2 separate regions of the Drosophila melanogaster genome follow, and region 2 is linked to region 1. A link is a contact called in public targeted proximity ligation data. All regions are on one chromosome and are shown on one strand. The core of a region is the stretch at or near the end of the contact, and the rest is flanking DNA. Distances in the headings are between cores, read along the strand shown. Region 1 holds the start of corn (cornetto). Region 2 holds the start of BHD (Birt-Hogg-Dube).

The links.
Region 2: a contact with region 1 is called in a targeted proximity ligation map of the Kc167 cell line, with 5 times the contacts expected there. A contact is called at or near these places in 66 of 107 Hi-C or Micro-C datasets (the Clone 8 cell line, the D17-c3 cell line, the Kc167 cell line and 20 more) and 6 of 7 datasets of targeted methods (the Kc167 cell line and the S2 cell line).

What each region holds. Positions count from the first base shown.
Region 1 is chr3L:7,155,077-7,158,935 of dm6, forward strand. corn (cornetto) reads right to left here and starts at 1,997. Exons shown (of 8, transcript NM_168193.3): 1 at 860-1,997. CG8620 reads left to right here and starts at 3,023. Exons shown (of 2, transcript NM_144196.2): 1 at 3,023-3,438; 2 at 3,503-3,798. The coding sequence starts at 3,171. The coding sequence ends at 3,534.
Region 2 is chr3L:7,237,028-7,240,979 of dm6, forward strand. BHD (Birt-Hogg-Dube) reads left to right here and starts at 1,515. Exons shown (of 3, transcript NM_139833.2): 1 at 1,515-2,766; 2 at 2,856-2,958; 3 at 3,017-3,218. The coding sequence starts at 1,608. The coding sequence ends at 3,137. It overlaps CG14829, which reads right to left and starts at 1,095. Exons shown (of 2, transcript NM_139832.3): 1 at 555-1,095; 2 at 1-488. The coding sequence starts at 1,072. The coding sequence ends at 347. RpL18 (Ribosomal protein L18) reads right to left here. Exons shown (of 4, transcript NM_139834.3): 3 at 3,828-3,914; 4 at 3,176-3,750. The coding sequence ends at 3,274.

The DNA of each region.
Region 1 (3,859 bases), core at 747-3,246:
CATGCTGACCTCCATTTTGCAGCATAACTTTTTGCAGTGTGTCAAGTTGTGACTGTTTGACTGACTGAGTGACGGACTGACATTAAATTGCACTCTTCCTGATTGCTTCGTCGCTTCAAAATCGATTATCGCCGAAGTCATGCAACTGAAATTATATTCACCGCTTGCCACATCCATATATGTATGTACATATGTACATACGTATATACGCTTTTACATACAAAGTTAACGCTGCATAATGAAGCGGACTACGTGGCTAGGATACAAAATCCGGAAGCCCCTCAGTCCGGCGGTCCTGACCTTTTTAATTTCAGCTAAAAACCAAAGCCGCACGACGCCAACACACCTCTGACCCACCACAACCACCCTCTCGCCCACACGACGATGTGGCTTCAACATAAGACGCAGCTCATATTCGATAACCACTTTCTACCCGCCAATGAGTTACAGTGGAGATTGGGTAAGCTTAACTTTTATCCTGATACAAAAAACAAAATATTTGCTTAAATTTGGCTTGTTACATAAGCAAAACTTTCATTTTCTTCGTAAAGAAAATTAATTGTACTTAAATGCTATGGAAAAACTATAAAATTTTACACGTAAGAGCCATTTGCCTTTCCCCCATATCCCACATCCATTATAAAAAAATATAAAAAGGACATTAAGATTTGTTAATCGATTTCAATTTAAAACTGACATTAACAAACAAAAAAACGATGTATCAGTTGGTATTAGTAAACTTTCTAAGACCAAGTGAAGGCAATTTCTAATCAGTTTGTGCTCAAAGCGATATTCTCTGCAATTTAACTTAGAACTCGCAGAATGTTCTACTTAGTGGCGTTCCACTGTAGCTACTCACCCACGGAGCTGGAGTTGAAGGAGGAAAACTGTGCCAGCGGTTGAGGAGGTTGAGGCTGCTGCTGGAGTTTCGTTCGTTGATTCGCTCGTTTGCTGTTTTGTTTGTTTGTTTGTCGGATTGTTGCTGTCTTTGTCGCTCAGTTGTTGTTCCTTTGGTGGGCGACGATGGAAATGTCAGAGGGTCGCGGTATTGGTATTACGGCCTCCCAGGGCATTCTCTTTTCGCTTGAGTTTTGATTTTTTTTTTTGCTTTGCCTGATAATTCTATTATTGCTCTCGCTCTCTTGGGGGGGAGTGCAAAATAATGGATGGCAATTCGCGGACGGAAATTTGCGAATTTAGCGCGTCGCTTCAATTTTGTGCAAATTGAATGCACAAACACTGAGAAGTGGAGAGAAATTACTAACTTCGGCGTTCTCCCTGTCTCCCACACACACACATACACGTGCACGCGCGAAATTTCGTGACAGCTGCAGCTGGAGAAGAAGAAGAGCATGAATGATCGCTCAAGGACTCGGTATCGTCCTGCCGTTTCCTCTCTCTCTTTCTCTCTCTGGTTCACTTCCTTTTGTTGTTCCGTTTACCTAACACAACGGCTTATTTGTATTGTCAGGACCAACTCACACACACGCACATACACGTACACTAGCGCACTGCAGCTGAGCCCAAAGGAAAAATCGATGATGAATCTGCGAATTAAAAGTCTATAGCCGCACATCGATTAATCTGCAGCTGAAGCGAGTCGCTTTAATTTAGTTTTTCAGCCTTGTTTTTGCTGCTTACGAGGAAAAAGACAGCAAGGCTTCGTTGAAAAACCCGTTCGGCGCGCAGGAAAGTCGGAAAAACGAAAATCGTATAGCGGCTTGGTAACAAAACGCGCCCACTCGCGGAAAACAACAAGTTTAAATATTAATTAAATCGATTTATATTTACTAAATCATAATATACATCGCTATTACTTCATGTAGGCGAGCAGAAGCACACTCCACGTCGAATTTATTGTTCGTTTGCTTAAAAAATCAGTTTCAATTGCCGCAACTCCGTTGGCATTAAAGTTATAACGATGTTTCTTTAATAATATTTTTTAATGGTAACCGAAAAAACAGCGCGCGCTGCTGCGCTCTCCCGAAAAATTACAGAGAGAATGCGTTGCGAGCTGCTTATATAGATTTTTAAAATATCAGAGAAACCAAATGATGGTAATGTAAAAATACCAAAGCCGGGAAATCGCGTTTTAACAGTCTGTTAACAGTCTGGCGTATCACACTGTTAATTCTCTTCAGCGGTTAAATGTATCTATTGGATGCGCCAAATATATCTTATCCATATTAACAGCTATTTTGATTAAGAAAACTTAGACTCGTTTAGTTTTATTTAAAATTTTTTAATAGTTTTGAATTATTATACCTTTTGTCGATTTTTAAATATAAGTAAACGTAAGGAATGATTTTAACCGCTTGTGGTTAAGACTGCATATTTTGGCGGGCACAATTCAAAAGCAATCATGAAAATACCACAATAAAAATACTAGTCTCAAGCGGTAATGTCTTATACGTAGTCTTATACCTTAAAATTAAATAGCAGTTCTGTAAAATATTTAACCGTTTAGTATTTCTAAAATAATGTGCTAAACCTGATTTATGCAATTATTAAGATCCCAAAACATTTTCAAAAAATTGTGTAAATTTCTTAATACTTTATATTCTTAAAATTTTCGATGATTTAAAACGATAAAATAATTGTTTTAAAATTACACACTTGGACGAAATTCAAAATTAAAATTATATCAAAATAATGTCATATTTCACAAAATCGTAAAAAATAATAAAAGGTATGCTTATAAAAATACGCAGAATATTTATAATGCATATAATATGCAGAAATACAAAAGTAAGAAGAATTTCGCAAAAATATGAAATATGTTTGAGGTTACGTTCGGCAATGAAATTATGTAACATTAAAAACACGTGATCAATGGAAGTAATTTCCCAAAAACCCATGAATGCGATTTGGTTAAAAATAGCTCAGATGACGTCACATTTATCGTGTGGTTTGTATGAGTATGTGACTGATAAAGAAAGGCAAATGTTTACAGTCCGAAAGTCGCGATTAGCTTGGCGCCAAAGTTGCCTATAAAAGCTCATCGACCGAATGCCGCAGAAGCCAGTCAAATTCAAGTGTTCAAGTGAAGCAGTCGAAACATAAGCAACAGATTCCGCAGCAGTTATATCCAGTTCAGAGAAACAGTAGTTAATCAGTAATTAAAGTGTTGAGTGAATTTCTTATCGGGTCAGTTGTAAACTAGTGCAAAAATGTCGCAATCCGATAACGTGGCACGTGAGCAAACTGCGGCAAATGCAGGGCCGGATGCATGTCAAGGATGCCGCGGCCAATTGCCAAATGCCACGCCCGTGGAAGTCGAGGACATGGCCTTGCCGTCGATGGAGCGTCTCATTCGAAAGGCCAACATGGCCCAGAAAATGCTGAACGATGTGATGAAACAGATCCAGAAGCAGCAGCAGCAGGAATCTCAACTCTCCATCAAGGAGACCAAGTCCAAGCACCGCAGCTCCGATGGAGGTAAACGACGACACAGAGGACGCAAACATCATAGTCATAGTCATCACACTAGCTCATCTTCCAGTTCCAGTTCCGACCACAGTGACTGCGAGCTGATCCTGGCGGAGAAGGAGGGGCACATGCCGCGGAGAAGACACACGCGAGATGACCGCAAGCGGGATCGTTCCCGGTCTCGCGGTCGCTCCCGTGGTCACTCGCGTGGTCGTTCTCATGGGCGTTCTCGTTCCAGGTCCTACACCGATTCCCGACGATCTCGAGCACTACCCCTGGCTCTGCCCGTTCGGATTTCAGTGTGAGTATCTGGCTTCATTCAGTATTATTCAATATTCATTTTATATATTAAGTGCGCATAAAAAAACCAAAAAAAAAAAAATAATAAAATATATAAAATATGAAAAAAATATTCAAATGAATTCTTTTT
Region 2 (3,952 bases), core at 265-2,764, 81 kb after region 1:
CGCTTTCCAAGCCCAACTTGCACCAGCCACAAGCCATTAATGTTAACGCATTTTTCGCCTAGATTCTGGGGTAGGATGTTGGCATGGATGCACTCGTGTTTCTGGTTTACCAAAGGCGACATCCTCCAGTCGGTGGAGTTAAAGGGGGCGTGGCGACGACAAGGGCGCAAATCACTTGCAATTAGTGTTAAAAATTCAACGGAGTAACTAGATTGTTCATGTGAGCAGATATACTCGAAAGTTGACAGTGATTCCAGTTGATCTTACTGAAAAGCACTATCAGTGGTAATCATTGAATTAACTTGATTTATTCAAGTCGTAACATCAGTTTAAAAAAAAACCCTTTTCAATACTCCACATCCAGAGCATATGCATCCAGCACACTTTCACCCCTTGGACAATCCGAATAGCGAGCTAGGCAATCGATTCCAGCCTGGCCAGCTGCTAAAGCCTCCTTGTAGGCCACATCCAAGCGCGTTTTACCAGGTCTATTAAGTTTATATAGATTTATAATTCTTCCATTCAAGTAATAGCATTCTAAAACTGCAACTTACGTGAGTAGAACGACTAGTAGCTCCGCCATGATGCCCACATGGTGATGCACCTGCGCATTTTCACAGATCCCTCGCAGCAAACAGTGACGACCTCGACCAGGAGATCCACTCACTTGGTCCATATAGTTCTCCAAGGCGGCATATACGAACAGGCGAGTGTCGTCCTCGTGCGTCTCATCCAAGCTCCTGATCTTCTCCTGCAACGAACGCGCATATATCGTCTCCCATTTGTCCCAGGGATATAGTGGTGCCGATGGCAGGGTAAATGCCCCGAAATGCAGCACATAGTAGTAGACCAAACTGCGCCAGACCACGGGATCCTCGAGCTGAGTGGACAGCACGGGACCCACTACCAAACGGATGGTTCCTCCATTCCGGTAGATCAACTGATGCCTCTTCTGGCGCGCATGCATATACTCCGTAATATTTTGGCCAACTGGAGCAGCTACTAACATATACGCACTCCTAACCACAGGTAATGAACAGGCCAATAAATATATCCAAGAAACCAGTTGCATTGTGTGGAAAAACGTCTGTAGGTGGCACAATAACTTTCGAGAATGAAACTCACTGGAATCGATACCCATTTGTGATGCTGAAAATTAAAGCATTATGGACTCAAGCAATTAGCATCCAAATTGGGTTATAAAGACATCCAGATCTGCTTTACATTTTCGTTCTGCATAATTAATTGGGTAAATAATTACAGATACATTTCTACATATCTTAAAAACACAATTCAAAAATTCTTTCTTAATTTGAACTTCTATTAACATAAGGAATTTATTGTCATGTGTATTTATTTAATATTATGTCGTCATAGCACATTGATTTATAGTTTAGTATTTATATTTTACATATACAAAACAAGAATAAAATGTATATTCCCGCAAAATTTAAAATATCGCTTAAGAAATCCCTGCAATGTTTTCTATGTTCTTACCGCCATTTCTGGTATTTCAGTGAATGTACGCAACTGGTCACTCTAGTATTATTAACTAACAAAATAAACAATAACATAACCAAGGATATAAAGGAAACTGTAGAGCAGCGATGAACGCCGTGATAGCGCTGTGCCACTTTTGCGAGGCGCACGGTCCCTGCGCCATCTTCTGCACCCAGACACTGAGGGACACCAAGCTGGAGGACCTGTCACTGGAACAGCAGACGCAAAAGACCTGCTCCGCCTGCAATTACTCCATGGGCAAGAATAACAATGCGATCTACAGCAGGGACACGGAAAGCGGGGCCACATTCGTCAGCACCAAGGTGGCGGTGCTGCCGGAGGTGGCCAGTCTGGTCAAGCAGGCGGCGGTGCTCAGTCTGAGCAATGGTACGGATGCCAGCAAGGATGGCGAGTTCGTGTTCTTTGGCGATTCGTCCAGGGGTCACATCCTGAGTCACACCTTCCGAGTGAGCGACCTGCAGGCCCGCGGCTACTCGCAGCTGTTCTCCATCATTGTGCTGATGAAGGACAAGTATTTCCTGCTTAACATCAAGCCCTTTCTGGCGGAGCACCTGAAGAAGGTGTCGTCGGAGCTGCAGGCAGCTGCCAAAAAGACCAAGGAGACGGAGGAGCAGACGTACTCAGAGCGACAGAGGCGTCTGTCCGGCGCTCAGTTCCTGATGCCCACTTCCCGTGCCTTGCTGGAGCTAACAGGCGAGGAGCACATCTTCGCCCAGTTGCACTCACACTTCTCGTGGCTCCTGCTAGCCGGATCCCGCTTCCTCACCGAGCACGTGACCTTCGGCAACCTACCGTGGCTACCGCCACAAAGTAGTGGCCGTCCTCCCGCACAGCGACTCACCTACAACAGTTCCACACTGCCAATGATAGAGAGCATCGACGATCCCGATCTGGAGGAGTTCTTCTCGTTGCGCCATCTCAAGAGTGTCGTCCGCAAGGAGGAGTTTGCCACGGTCTGCTATTGTGCCTTGACTGGGGTGAAGATTGTGGTCAGAGGTGATCCCAGAAAGACCTTCCGTTTCATGGTCTGCCTGAAGAAACTCCTGCCCGAGCCCATGCACAATCTAATGCGAATCGATGCCCAACATCAACACTCCATCAGCTCCGAGTACAAAATCATATCCGTGTCCAATGACATAGCCGTGCCAATGGCCAGTAGCTCCGTTTATCGGATCGATTTTCTGGACAAACACGTCAACGGACACGAGGTGTCGGTCAAATGGCCAGGAGAGCTGCCACGAAAATGTAAGCTTCACATCCAATCCGTTCCCGCTTTCACTGATAAAAACGAGTCGGGGATATTGATATTGATTCTATTGATTCTCCCACTTTAGTGCCAGATCTTATGGTGAAACTTTTAAAGGCGGTGGAGGAGAAAAACTTCACAGAACTCGTGCTGAACAAGCAGACCAAGGTGCTCATCGAAGAGTGGAAAAAGTGAGTAGCCGTCCTATTTTGCTGCACAGATCCGAACTCAATTGAATTCCATCTACAGCAAAGTGACCTGCCTCAACCATGCCAAATCCACCAGCGTGCAGGGCAAACTTAAGAAGGTGCTTGGCGTGCAGCCGCACGATCAGCCGATTATTAACTACTGGAGCACACACCTTCACTAGTACAACCGATTACCGCACAGATTAAGGACTTTCTTTTTCACCTTTTGGAATAAAACTCTTTTATTGCCGTGCGATGGCGAGAAAAATCATTATCTTAACCAAAAGGATGCCGAATCCAGTCCAGTCAGCCAGTCGCTTACTTCTTGTAGCCGCAGCTGGAGCGACGACCACGAGCACGCTCGAACTTGCGTCCCTTAGAGCGGACATAGGGGCGGGTGTGCGAGTGGGGCACACCGGGAGCCTTGCCGAAGTGCTTGCAGGCGGTGCGGGCGGTACGCCTGCCCTGCAGCAGCAGCGTGTTCTTGCCGGTGGGCGATCGGAGAGCCAGTTGATCGAAGGTCAGGACCTCACCGCCGGCCTTCAGGATGCGCTCCCTGGCGGTCTGCGTGACGTGCAGGGCGCACACGGTGAGCTTGGGCACCACCAGGAGGCGGGCATCGTCGGTGACGGTGCCGACGACCACGATGGTAGACTCCGGCTGGTTGGCGGCCTTGAAGAAGCGAGCGATGCGCTGAAGCGATAGCGGCGGCCTGTTGATCTTGCTCATGAACAAACGCTTCAGGATGATGCGGTTGAACTTCTTGTTGGTGCGGCGCTGAAGGAAGCGGTACAGCTGCGGGGGCAAACAAAGAAAAAAAAACAGATTAATCTCCACATTCAGCTGGTAGTCAACGCCATCGAAAGCCTCACCTTGACCAGCAGGCGCAGGTACACATCCTGGGATTTGGGCTCGGTTCTGCGAACCTTGCGATCGTACTTGTGGTTGATATCAATACCCTGCAAACGAAACACACGTATTAGAACTGGTGTTTATG